Regions from separate parts of the Ovis aries genome. Here region 1 is linked to region 2. The links are chromatin contacts, called in public Hi-C maps. All regions are on one chromosome and are shown on one strand. Each heading gives the region's core, a stretch centred on a gene start, on an enhancer-like site or on the middle of the called end of the contact. The rest is flanking DNA. Distances are from core to core; before and after follow the strand shown.

The links. Hi-C and Micro-C count contacts between places; a contact is called where the count stands out from the background.
Region 1: a Hi-C map of liver shows a contact between it and region 2, with 3 times the contacts expected there. The contact joins the promoter of ABCF2 here to the promoter of FASTK in region 2. A contact is called at or near these places in 2 of 16 Hi-C or Micro-C datasets (liver and muscle).

The regions. Positions count from the first base shown.
Region 1 is chr4:115,415,452-115,422,168 of ARS-UI_Ramb_v3.0, reverse strand. It overlaps ABCF2 (ATP binding cassette subfamily F member 2), which reads left to right and starts at 3,345. Exons shown (of 15, transcript XM_015095448.3): 1 at 3,345-3,387; 2 at 4,095-4,297. The coding sequence starts at 4,138.
Region 2 is chr4:115,271,608-115,278,724 of ARS-UI_Ramb_v3.0, reverse strand. FASTK (Fas activated serine/threonine kinase) reads left to right here and starts at 4,866. Exons shown (of 11, transcript XM_027969018.2): 1 at 4,866-5,046; 2 at 5,859-6,052; 3 at 6,170-6,284; 4 at 6,959-7,117. The coding sequence starts at 4,965. It overlaps TMUB1 (transmembrane and ubiquitin like domain containing 1), which reads left to right and starts at 2,111. Exons shown (of 3, transcript XM_027969020.2): 1 at 2,111-2,153; 2 at 3,060-3,478; 3 at 3,745-4,559. The coding sequence starts at 3,090. The coding sequence ends at 4,096.

The DNA of each region.
Region 1 (6,717 bases), core at 2,096-4,595, 140 kb before region 2:
AGAGAGAGAGTTCCAGAAAAACATCTACTTCTGCTTTATTGACTACACCAAAGCCTTTGACTGTGTGAATCACAACAAACTGTGGAAAATTCCTAAAGAGATGGGAATACCAGACCACCTTACCTGCCTCTTAAGAAATCTGTATGTAGGTCAAGAAGCAACAGTTAGAACTGGACATGGAACAATGGACTGATTCCAAACTGGGAAAAGAGTATGTCAAAGCTGTATATTGTCACCCTCCTTATTTAATTTATATACAGTGTACATCATGTGAAATGCTGGACTGGATGAAGCACAAGTGAAAAGGAACTAAAGAGCCTCTCTCTTGATGAAAGTGAAAGAGGAGAGTGAGAAAGTTGGCTTCACCTCAACATTCAGAAAACTAAGATCATGGCATCTGGTCCCATCACTTCATGGCAAATAGACGGGGAAACAATGGAAACAGTGAGAGACTTTATTTTCTTGGGCTCCAAAACCACTGCAGATGGTGACTGCAGCCATGAAATTTCTTCTCCTCGGAAGAAAAGCTATGACCAACCTAGACAGCATGTTGAAAAGCAAAGACATTACTTTGTCAACAAAGGTCTGTCTAGTCAAAGCTATGGTTTTCCCCCTAGTCATGTATGGATGTGAGAGTTGGACCATAAAGAAGGCTGAGTGCCAAAGACTTGATGCCTTCAAATTGTGGCACTGGAAAAAGACTCTTGAGAGTCCCTTCGACAGAAAGGAGATCAAACCAGTCAATCCTAAAGGAAATCAATCCTAAATATTCATTGGAAGGACTGATGCTGAAGCTGAAGCTCCAATACTTTGGCCACCTGATGCCAAGAGCTGACCCACTGGAAAAGACCCTGATGCTGCGAAAGAATGAGGACAGGAGGAGAAGGGAACAACAGAGGACGAGATCTTTGCATGTTGGACATGACTGACTGAACGGAACTGAACTTTTCCTTCATGCCCAGGTCTGTCCCCTGCAAGAGACCTAAACCCTGGATGAGAATGGTAGAACTTCTAACTTTTCTAGGCCACTCTTACTGTGCTAGAGGAGACTTTGCCCAGCAACTGTTAATTTATGGGAAATCATGGACGTGATTGGTTGGTCTGCAGGTAGATTTAGAGAAGTAACTCGTTAGTCCTTGCCATCCCAAGTCACTTTACAGAGCTGGAGTGGTTCCCAGTACCAGATTTGAGCTTCAAACACTGGTACTGTTTCCTACCAGCAGTGTTATTTTTTTAATAGCGCTGTGCCTTTATTTCCAATCTGTAAAATTGTATTTATACCCACTTTAGAGTCTGTTGGGGGAATTAAATTTGATGGCATAAATGAAGGAGTATAATTATGTTAGTTATCTGTAACCTGAAACCTGCCTGTGACCAGGCATTTTAATGAGGCTGGGAGAGGCAGGCATATTGTAGACCTCCCAGGAGGCTAGGTGCTTGCATGAGTAATTTTATGTGAACCACAATCATATACAACTTCCTTGTTTCATAAAGAAGGGCACTGCAAGCAGTTAACTACTGTCTGTATATCTCTACCTAGAACAATGCTTTGGCCTGTATGGCACTTATTACCTACATGTCATGATCTGTTTCCTTTTTAAATTTTTCATCTTGTCGGTTGAAAAAAAAAAAAGCACAATGTGAGAGTTGTGAGTTAAGTTTTATTTGGGGGCCTAATGAGGACTATAGCCCAGGAGACAGCCTTTCAGATAGCTCTGAGAAACTACTCTGAAGAAGTAGGAGAGGTGAGTATATATATGATTGGCGGCTGGTGGAAGTGGTGGGGGGAGGGGTATGTGCAGTCAAACACATTTTGGCAGAAGGTTGTTCCTAGCCACAAAGAGCAGATGTCTCTACTTTTTTAGACATGAGAAGATGCAAGAAATTGAGCTCATAAAATCTTCCCCAGAAAATATCTGAAGGTCTGTTTTGTCAATTTTCCCCAGAGCACAGAGTGCCTCATTCCTGATCTCTGTCCTGAACTCTTTTCAAGGTGTGTGGACGCTCCATGACTGCAGTAGCTAGTGACCTCATCATTCTAAAACCCGATGGTGAGCAATAACTTTTAGTTGGCATTCTTAACTGTGAGCTCCTTGAGACCAGAGAATGACGTACCACCGTTACAACTCTAGTATCTAGCTCTGAGTCACACCTTGGTGAGGGTTAGTCTAGGAAAAGGCATCCTTAAAGGCAAGAGGTGTGAAATGGCATGGCTTACCTCAGAAACGCAAGTAATTAGATTCTACTGGAGCATCAAGTTTGAGAAGGAAAACTAATCCTATGAAGAAATGAAGTGAGCTCACTTTTTTTTAAAGGGTCGGGGGTCTACTTTTGGATCAGGTGCTTCGCTTAAGCCAAGGAGCAAACTGAGATTTGCAGTTTCCAGGGCCGGAAATAACAGCTTGCTCTGCTCCCTCTAGCCGTGTCCCTGTGAGAGACACTACTGATCAGAAACCTGGAGAAGTATTTGATAGACTACAGATTTAGGATTTGCTTACTGCAGGCTATAGAAGTCCGTGAGGGGTTTTAAACTATGAAAAGTAACGAGGGGGAAGGAAGAAAAAAAAAAAAAACACCTAACGGGCAAGTGACGTTATAAAGGTAAACTCCGAAGTCTGGATTTTCACTTCAGGGTTCTTCCCATCAAACTTACTGGCTTTGGATGGAAACTTAACAAGTTCTGCAGTGGACAGGCAGAGCAGCGACGATTCAGGAACAACGCTCGGCACAGTCTAAAGTTTGGTTATCACTGGACCAGCCTCTAAAGCTTCGGTTTCACGGAACGAGGACGCCTTTCCTTCACGGAGGGATAATTCTGTTCTTCGCATCCTCTTGGAAGCGACGAGCGTTTTCCCGGCCCTCTCTCACCGGTCGGCGCACTCTTCCTCCTCCTCCGCGTACCGCCCCCCGCCATTGTTTCAACCCATTGCTGCCTGACGCCTGCTGGGAAGTGTAGTAGCTCTCTCTGCTGTCTGAGCCGGTTTGGCGGCCCTGATGAAGCCGGTAGCTCCGCATAACCCTTCAGCTATTCCAGAGGCAGGGGAGCCAGGGACGGCGCAGCCCCTCCTCTGAGGAGCAAATCTGGGACTCACCGCTTCCGGCGCCCGAAGCGGACCGCTAGCAGAGAGGGCTCTGGGACTCCAGTCCCCCTCAGGCGCGCGCATCGTGATGACGTCACTGCGGCCCGCGAGGCCCCTGGGATCCGCGGTAGTTCTCGAGGAGCGGGTCTCAGGTTCGGCAGCGGTGGCCGGAGGACGACACTTCCCAGGAGTCTGCGCGGCGGCGCGACGAGAGCCGCGCGAGGCCGTGATTGGCTGGTGAGCCGGCCGCACGCGGAGGAGCTCAAGAAGCCGCTCTGTTGCGACAGAGGCCGAGCGGCGAGGCCCAGTGAGTTGGGGGAAGGGGCGCTAGGAGGAGGCGGGGGCGGGGGTGGGTGCCGGCCGGTGAGGGGGTGAGGCGGAGGGGGGGACGAGAAGAGGGAGGAGGGACTGGGCTGGGATGGAGGCGACTGCAAGGGAGGAGAAGGGGCCAAGAGAGAGAAGCTGACGGGCGGAGGCTGAGGGAGGCTCGGAGGGGTGGTGGTGGGTGGCGAATGAAGAGACTCCCGGGGGTACCCACAACGGGGGGTGGGGGGGAAGACGAGGGCGCCCCGGGGACAAGCTGGACTCGGCGGCCGGGTGGTGTGGAGGGGGAAGACGGGGAGGAGGCCTGAGGTAGACGGGAGGGAGGAAGCCCGGGAAAGTGAGGTGGCCGGCCGGAGCGTGGAGCGCCAAGTTGTGGGGAAACTGGAGACCGGGTACCTGTGCCGAGGGGCAGAACCCGGTCCCTGAAGTGGAGGCCCTGAAAGGAGGAGCGTCTCCAGAGCGAGGCCGTGGGGATTGGTGGACAAAGCCCCGAAGGAAGAGCTGGTGAGATGGAAAGAGCGGCAGAGAAGTCGAACTGGCTGGAGACATCCTGACAAAAGTTGGAAGCGACTTTAGGCTGGGGCGGAGCTGGGTACCAGAAGCTTGCTAGGGAAATACTGAAACGGATGGAGCACAAGGCCCAGGCACTGTGCGGAAGTTTAGAATTTGGGGGTGTTTGCCTTCCTTCAGGCTTTCTGGAAGAACAGTAACGGTTTCCCTGTGGTTCATCACCATGCCCTCCGACCTGGCTAAGAAGAAGGCAGCCAAAAAGAAGGAAGCTGCCAAAGCCCGACAGCGGCCCAGAAAAGGACATGAAGAAAACGGAGATGCCATCACAGAGCCACAGGTGGCAGAGGAGAGAAATGAGGAGGCCAATGGCCGAGAGACCACAGGTGAATAGAGGGAGAGGTGGGTTCCTGGGATGGTTGCTGGGACCCAGTGGATGCCCCTGCTGGAATCTGAGTCGGAGGTGCCAGAGAGTGTATCTGGTGCTACAAACTTTTCATAATGAACCAAACCAGTAGGGTTGGAGCTTGATCAAGGAAACTGAACACAGTTCTCACATACACAGTGGCAAGCAAATATGAGAGTTGTGCTGCCTTGCTGCCCTGTCTTCTAGATTTGGTGGTCAGTTCCCTGCCCCTTTCTGCATTTTCATTTCTACACATGGAGGCAGTGTGCCAGGCTGTTTGCCACCTGATACCCTTGTCCTCCTGGGGCAGTGACTGTACCAACAAGACAGAAACATATGAATTGTCTTATGGGTTTTTCCTGGGAAAGAGATGCATTTCTGTTACAAGCGCTTCTCAAATACTAGACAAGAGATCACTGAATACTGAGGCACTATAAGCATGGGCTTTCCTCTGATAACTTGCAGTCTAGATGGGGAAACAGGGAAATGTGTGATAAAGAATATTCCAGGCTCTTGGCTGTCTATGCCAGCCTTCTTCTTGCCCCTAAAAGCTCTCTAAACAGGCCTTCTCTATTGTCTACTGTTGTCCGTTGAATAGTCACCATGTTTCTGTCCACTTACAAATTGAGGTTCTTATACTCTAATTTTTACACTAGCTACATTTGACATTTCTCTTAGGGCCCAGCTCAAGGTGGTAAAATCTTTCCCTGTCAAGCCTGATCTCAATAATACTGCTATTCACTATATCCTTGTAGTGTCTATCCAGGGCTTCCCTGTGGCTCAGATGGTAAAGAATCTGCCTGCAATTCAGGAAACCCAGGTTCAGTCCCTGGGTCGAGAAGATCCCTTAGAGAAGGAATGGCAGCCCACTCCAGTATTCTTGCCTGGAGAATCCCATGGACAGAGGAGCCTGGTGGGCTACAGTCCATGGGGTCACAGAGTCGGACACAACTGAGCGTGTGCGTGCACACAACAAACACACTGTATCTAGGGTTGCTTTTTCTTTGGCTGGTACCACACGGCATATGGAATCCTAGTTCCTAGACTAGGGGATTCAACCCATGCCCCCTGCAGAGGAAGTAAGGAGTCCCAACCACTGAACCTCCAGGGTAGTCGTCCCAGCATTACCTTCATTGTATCTGTCTCTCCATCTGAATTGTTTGATCTTTGAGTGAAGGGACTGTGTCTTGGGTAATACTTTTTTTGCATGATTATCCTTGCAGACAGATACTAGGTAAAGTTGCAAGAGGAGAGAATTATTCATGCAAGTTGCAACAGAGAGACAGGAATTCCGAAAAAAAAAAAAAAACACAAAACCCAGTGTTTAAAATGATTGCGAAGAGAGAGTTAAATGGTAGGAATTGTCTCCAAAATAAAAATTATGAGGGAGGACTAGTGTAGTCAACTCAGGCAGTTTTCTTCCTGGTCAGGATAGTGGAGAGATGGGAAGGTAAGAATGGTGGGAGGGAACGAGTGGACTGAATTGTGATCTGTCAAGTAGGGTTCTCTCTAGGCTCTCGGGAACAGGGGTTAAGCCTCAATTCTGTAGTACTTTCTGGATGAGTTGGAAAAGTAGACAACCGAATCCCACTTTGAGACTTGTCCACAGTTCCCATTACAAACTTCTTTGCCTTTCTCCCTAGAAAACCAGAATTTGTCAGGGCAAACCCAGCTGTACCACCCCTAACTCAGTCGGGAGCTTTGGGTTTCACCTTGCTTCCTCAGGGAGCTACTCTTCTAAAATATAAAATCTGGGTTTTTTCCCAGCTCTCTCTCTGAAAATATTTCTTATTGCTAGGGACCCAGGGTCGTTTCTGCTTTCATAACTAATGGATCATCTGTCCTCTCTCACAAGACTGGGTCTGCTCTCTTCTCTGAGTTTGGAATTACTTAATTCTCCAACCTGGTAGTTACCATTGCTACATGGTCTTCTTTAGGTAGTGAGATATGGAAAGATCAAGAAATATCAAAGAAAGTGACTTCTGACAAACTACTCAGCCTTTCGAATGTGAGACTCTTTAGGATGGGTACTGGAGTTCATCTGGTCCCCTCGTTTGGGAAATGAATAGAAAGGGGCTGCTTGTGAAGTCTACAGTATTCCTTTTAGTTTATTCCAGAATCCTTTCTCCATTTGTTCAGTGCTGTTCACTTATCTTTTGAGCCTGTTTTCTAGGATGCTATAGGCCAAGACAGTGAGGTATAAGTCTTACTTTTAAAGCTCAGGAGATGACTTAGGCCATAAATGCTATAAAGTGGAAAAGTCAAGTCATTCACAGTTGTGTCTGACTCTTTGCAACCCCATGGACTGTAGCCTACCAGATTCCTCCATCCATGGAATTTTCCAGGCAAGAGTACTTGACTGGGTTGCCATTTCCTTCTCCAATAAACTGGCAAAGATCA
Region 2 (7,117 bases), core at 3,617-6,116:
CAGTTTTCCTTGTTTTCTCTCCTTTGTCCATCCTGTGTTCCTGTCCACTCCCAGGGCCAGGAAGCCCCCTTCAATGTCCTAGTTCCTCTGCATCCTCATTGCTAAAGCTGAATGCAGATTCACTAGCCACCCCTTTCCCCCCGGCTTTTCCTAAACTCCATAAGAGGTGGCTTGTGCAGAACCCAGGTCCCGGCCAATCAGCCTGCCAGGACTCTACCCCCATGTCCTCTGGCACAGTTGACAGATACTATCCTTTTTACATACACTTCCACTTCCAAAATACCCAAGCTGGGTATTTTCCCAGCGTAAAGTGGCCCACCATTTAAGCTACCCACACCACTTGACCCCAGTACCAACCTGGTCACCTTTCTAAGTATCTTGGACCTTCCAAAGAACCTAGTGCAAGCTAATCAACACCTTGGGGCTTCCCAAGCTCCAGAGAGGTGTGGGTCCTACCTACCTGCTTGTTCTGAAGAATGTCTTTCACCCTCTTTGGGTTTCATCTGAAAAAAAAATTAGTGGTTGAACAGATCACCTAGCCTAATATTCTGTAAGTCTAAAAGCAGTACCCAACATGTATTTTAGATGCTTAATTAGAACTGAAAGCAAGAAGTTGCAGTAGGTACCTCCCAGGAGAGATGCTGAAGGTAAAGAGCCCCTCAAAAGTGTTGCCCCAGCAGTTGGCACATGCCTGTTTTAGCACTAGTGGGCCAATTGTCTGTGTCCTCTATTAGTACATTAGCTACATGAGGGCAGGGATACAGTCTGATTCGCCATTGTATTCCCAGAGTCTGAACCAGCGCCCAGCACATGCTATACATTTAATGAATACTTCTAGAATAACTGGATAAATGGGAAGGAACTAGAGATAAGTTATTAATAGTTCTGTACGTTGTAAGTCTAAACTGACAGTCCCAAGGCAACATCTGGAGTGTTTGCTCCCATAAGTAGGCATAGGCTATCAGGGCACCAGGGTACATTACTTTTAATCAAGACTGACCTATAAAGTTTGTGGCTATAGGAGCCCAAAGGAAGGAGGGAAAACCTATAGAAATTAACTTGGCTCAGGCCACATGAGGCTCAACATCGCCTGTACAACAATACTCTTAAGGATCCAATTTCTGAGCCCAAATTTCAGGGGAGGAAGCGTTCTAAGTGAATAAATATCTACTGTGTGACAGATCCCCTCTACAGTTTTCACACTTCTTTAATAAAACACCAAACTTCGCCCATTACAATTGTCTTCTGAGGTAAGTTTTAAGAACGAAGAAATTTAGGTTCATATAGATTCAATAATGCACTCAAGGTCATATAGTTGATAAGCACAGGATAATGGGTCAGAATTTTTTGCCATGTTCCAAAGTCTATGCTCCTCACAGTCTTACAGGAGCCCAGTGGATGAGGAGCCAGGTAAATAAGGCAGCCCCAAGCCCCCCAGAGGATGAGATGGCTGGATGGCATCACCGACTCAATGGACATGAGTGGGTAAACTCCGGGAGTTGGTGATGGACAGGGAGACCTGGTGTGCTGCAGTCCATGGGGTCGCAGAGTCGGATACGACTGAGCGACTGAACTGAACTGAAGCCTCCCATGGCCAGCCCTGAAGACCCATCTCCTCAGCCAGCCTTGGGGGCAGGGAGGGGAGCGGGCAGCCCGTGGATACTGGGCTCTGGGCTGAAGAGTCAACGTGGAGGGTCCACTCTGACTTAAGAGTAGGCCGGCGTAGGGTCCACCTGCGCTCCCCAAAGACTGCATCATCAAACCCCGGGTGGGGCGGGGGGGTGATATGACAGACTTAGCCAGAAACCAGCTGACGTTGGTTTCTGATGTGATACACATCCTGGCTGCCCGCGGGTGAGGGAGAGGATCCTGCTGTCCCCTACTTCGCCCCGAACCTCTGCGGGCGAGCACAACCTCAAAGCCGCCGCCGCCAGCCCCTCAGCGATCTGCGGGGGCTCGGCGCAGGCGGCTGAACTCCGCACGTGGGTCCGCAGCGCAGAACGCTGGACTGCGCATCCTTCCAGACTACAAGACCCACAATGCTCCGGGCGGCGGCGGCGGGGAAGGAGGGGGTGCCTCCAGGTGTCTGCGACCTCGCCACCTCCCTCCCGGAAGTGCCCGAGGGTCCGCTATGGAGCTGGCGGAGCCTGGCGGTGAGTCCCTGCGCCGTGGCCGCATCACCCCGCTGCCCTAGCAGCTGGCCCGGCTGGCCCCGCCCCGGGATCTCCCGCGCCCGCCAGCCACTCGGGGTGTGGGGGCGGGCGGCGGGAAGATGCGAAGGGTGGTGGAGGATGGAGGTGGGGAGGGCAAAGTCTTGGGTTCCCGGGCGAGATCCGGGGTCTTGCAGCAGGCTGGGTTTGGAGAGGTTTCCCAGGGGAGGCGCGGGGTCGGGACGCCTTGGGTGGGGTTTGAGTGGACCAGGGGGGCCGAGTTGGGGTAGGGGTTAGGGTTGTGGGTGGGAACCCTCGGAGGTTCCAGTTTGCCAAAGGGAAGCAGTTTGACATTTGGCGTGGGGAAGCCTTGGGAAGCTGTCCTGTGCTGCGGGTGGGGGTTGGCTGAATGGTAAGGGGGCGTTGTGCGTGTGCGTAGAGACCTTTTTTCTACCCCCTTGGAGAAACTTTAGCGATGGAGCAGTATTAATAGATAGGCTTTGCCGTGAAATAGGCAAAGGAGTAGATAAACTTTGAGATGACCTAAATGGGGAGAATAGGTAAGCTTTGGGGTGGTTTGGTAGGGGCTGAATTTAAGGGAGAGGTTGCTTAGAAAGTCAAAGCTCTGACTTCGGAATAGGGTTTGGGTGAATTGTGGAACTGCTTAAAGACCTGAAATTTAGGTTACAGAAAATTAGGACTTGTGATTTGGTGTTGGGAAGGGGTATGTAGGGCAAGTTTGGGGTGGCCAGGTGTCAGAGCAGTGTATGTCCCAGGGTAGGGCTGGGATAACTGGGCGGAATGAGGACTGTGGGAGAGTTGTGGTTGGATGGGGTCAGGGGCCCCCTGAAGTTCAGAGGGCTCTTGGTGGGTGAGTCAGCCCCTCATGGGTTCTTTGTGCCTCTCCAGCCCGGTAGCGTGGCAGGCAAGGCAGGTGCCATGGCCCTGATCGAAGGGGTAGGTGATGAGGTGACCATCCTTTTCTCGGTGCTTGCCTGCCTTCTGGTGCTGGCTCTCGCCTGGGTCTCAACGCACACTGCCGAGGGCGCCGATCCACTGCCCCAGCCGTCAGGGACCCCAACACCAACGCAGCCCAGCGAAGCCATGGCGGTCATGGACAGCATCAGAGGGGAGGCCCCAGGAGCTGAGACCCCCGGCCTGAGACACCGAGGTCAGGTGGCACCACCAGAACCCGGAGTGGGGCTCGCAGCAACGCCGCCACCTCCGGACTCCCCCCAGGAGCCCCTCGTACTTCGGCTGAAATTCCTCAACGATTCTGAGCAGGTGGCCAGAGCCTGGCCCCACGACACCATTGGCTCCCTGAAAAGGTAAGCCGGGAGGATGACAGGAAGGAAGTGCTAAAGAGTAGGGCGGGGATGATCACAGTCCTAGAAGGACCAGCAGAGATCCCGGAGATCCTCTTATAGATGAGGAAACTGAGGCCCCTAGTCACACACTGTATTGCTCCCCTGAAGCAGAAGGGCCCCACACACACACACCGTGGAGGCCAGAGGTGAGGGTAGGAGAGTTGTTCCGGACCAGGGGCCAGGAGTGCCTGAGACTCGCTCTATTACCCAGGTCCCTCTCTCCTCAGGACCCAGTTTCCCGGCCGGGAACAGCACGTGCGACTCATCTACCAAGGGCAGCTACTAGGAGACGACACCCAGACCCTGGGCAGCCTTCACCTCCCTCCCAACTGTGTCCTCCACTGCCACGTGTCCACACGGGTGGGTCCCCCCCTCCCGCCCTGCCCACCGGGGTCCGAGCCAGGCCCCTCAGGGCTGGAAGTAGGCAGCCTGCTGCTGCCCCTGCTCCTCCTGCTGCTGCTTCTGCTATGGTACTGCCAGATCCAGTACCGGCCCTTCTTTCCCCTGACCGCCACTCTGGGTCTGGCCGGCTTCACCCTGCTCCTCAGCCTCCTGGCCTTTGCCATGTACCGCCCGTAGTGCCTCCACGGGCTCTTGGCCACGCCACCGGCCTCTCGGGACCTTGCTCGCCACGACAAGGTGGGAGCTGCTGTCTGCCCAGGCCCGCCTCTCCGACCTGCCTCTTCCCACTACCCTGGAGCCCAGCGCTGCGCGGCAGAGCACTCCGAGGGGCGGCGGAAGCCCCTCCCTGTGACCTTCATGGCTCTGGGCCACCTCCCGGGGCAGCTGGCCCTCAGCGCCCCCTGACAGTGGGCTACCCCAAGTCAGACAGCTGCTGTAGTTGCCTTGGCCCTGGACAGAGCGGGGCCACGCCCCTGGGCCCTTAAGGGCTCAGCCTGAGGACCTGGGCACCTCTTAGTCCCGGATCGCTCCTTGGCTGGTTTGGGGGCCCGAGGACTGGGAAGGGCTGGAGAAGGGGAGTCGGGATGGGTGGAGGGGGCTTTCTGGAACACGTGCAGATTAAATAACTGTGACGTTTTCACTCTTGGCCTAGTGTCTGCGTGTGTGGGTCGTGGAGGAGGGGGGCTACGGGGAGCTCTGCCCTACTGGGAGAAAAGGGGTGGGCCAGATGCTTCGCCCTACCCTGCCCTGCCCGCCCAGGCCAACCGCTGCTCACTCCCCTCTGCACCCCAATCTCATCCCCCAGCCCTTTGGCCCCGCCCCTACCCCGCCCCTACCCCGCCCCAGGCCTTTGGTCCCGCCCCAGCCCGGCGCCGCGCGCGCGCAGCTTCCCGGAAGCAGGGGGCGGGGCGCGCGGCGCCCTGGCGCGCGGGGCCTGCCGGGAGCCACGTCTTTGCTGGCGGAGGACCTACTTGGCGCGGCGATTGGCGTCCGGGCCGCGCTGTTCGGGGGCTGCCGGGAAGATGGAGGACTCGGTGGCCCCCTGATGAGGAGGCCGCGGGGGGAGCCCGGCTCCCGGGCCCCGAGACCGACCGAGGGAGCGACCTGCGCGGGGCCTGGGGAGTCATGTAGGGGTGGCGCCTGCGGGGCGGGCCGCGGGGAAGGGCGGCGGGAGTTGGTGTTGGCGACCGCGACCACGGTCTCCTGGCATTCCCCCCGGGCCGCGGGTGGGGGTGTGTGTGGGGGCCCCCCTGACACCGCCGACTCCGCGCCGTAGCGCAGGCCGCGCCCGCGGGCTCCACGGGCGCCCTCCGAGGTGGCCCTGCGTTCTCGTTTCACAGGCGAGAAGGCTTGGGCAGGGAGACCGAAGCCACTTGTCCAAGGTCACGCAGCTGGTAAGTGGGAGCGCCCAGCATGGAACCCAGGACCACGGAGCCCGCGCTCCACCCTCCGGTACCGCCGCCGCCTCCTGCGGGAGGGGGAGGTGGTCGGGGGTGGGGGGGAGCGTATCTGTCCGGCGAGCTGGGTTCCAGGCTGGGCGCGACCACTAACCAGATTCGGGACCTCGGGGCTTGCCTTAACCCCCTCGCCTCCCTGGGCCTTGGTCTCTCCACCTGTGAAATCGAGATAGTACCAGCCCCTGCCTGCCTCCTCACGGGCGTGTCAGAGGAGGATCGGAGGAGATGATGCATGTGGAATTGCTCTGTAAAAAATCCTCCGCGAGAACTCTGAAGGATTCCGATTGCTCTCGCAAAGGTTGGAAGGAGTCAGAGAGGGGCGGGTTGGGGAAGAGGACCAGAGCAGTCACAAAGAAGGGTGAAGAGAATACGGGTTGCTCTGTCCCCAGACTCCTCTGGATGGGGAGCGAGGTGAGGAACAGAGAGTTGGTCTTTCTCCCCTTTGGAGAATACCTCACTCCCTTTTTTGGGCCACCCCTCAGGGTCTCCAGCACCCAACTCCATGCTTCGAGTCCTGCTCTCTGCCCAGGCCTCCAGTGCTCGTCTGTCTGGCTTGCTGCTGCTCCCACCAGTACAGCCTTGCTGTCTGGGACCCAACAAATGGGGAGACCACCGGCCTCCTGGAGGAGGCCCCCATGCAGGCCCTGTGCAGGGATTGCAGCGGCTTCTGGAACAGGCGAGGAGCCCTGGGGAGCTGCTACGCTGGCTGGGGCAGAACCCCACCAAAGTGCGTGCCCACCACTACCCTGTGGCGCTTCGTCGTCTGAGCCAGCTCTTGGGGTCTCTGCCGCAGCCCCCTCCTGTGGAGCAGGCCACACTGCAGGACTTGAGTCAGCTCATCATCCGAAACTGCCCCTCCTTTGACATTCACACCATCCACGTGTGTCTGCACCTTGCAGCCTTACTGGGTGAGGACGGTGTCTATGGGTGGGTGGGTGTCAATGGAAGGATAGAGAAACTGTAGCAGACCCACCTGAGATCACTGACAGAACCCACCTCAAGCTTTGCCAGGAATGGCACACTTGCTGAGTGATGCCACACTTGCTGCTCCTCTGCGGTATCCACGATAGTCATCACGAGTCAAGCAGCATGAGTTGCAGCTTAGGTTAGGGTGCCACCCCCTTTTTTGTTGTTTAGTCGCTAAGTCGTGTCTGGCTCTTCTGCGATCCAATGAACCATAACCCACCAAGTCCTCAACCCAATACTGGAGTGGGTTGCCATTTCCTTCTCTAGGGGATCTTCCAGACCCAGGGATCGAACCTGTGCATTGCCAGGCAGATTCTTTACCACTGAGCCACCAGTTCTCTTCTAATACAGTGCCCTAGGGAGCCACTGCAATTGATCATCATTGGCAAGAGATGAGATCTTACTGCCTTCTTTGTATAAGGCCTTTCCCACAGACGGTTGTGATACCTTTATTCACGTGGTAGTTCCTATTTCTCTGGTGTTTCCGCGTGCTCTGTAGCAGATCTTCCAGCCCAGAAAACAGAGATGAGAAGGACTGAGGATTCACTAACTAAAACTGCAGGATTGCAGAGCAGAGCAGCTCCTTCCCTGCCTCCTTTGACCCTCTGCCTCTCAGGCTTCCCATCAGATGGGCCCCTGATGTGCGCCCTGGAGCAGGAGCGAAGGTTCCGCCTCCCTCCGAAGCCACCGCCCCCTCTGCCGCCTATCCTTCGAGGTGGGCAAAGGTTGGAAGCCGCTCTAAGCTGTCCCCGTTTCCAGCGGCGTCCTCAGCAGC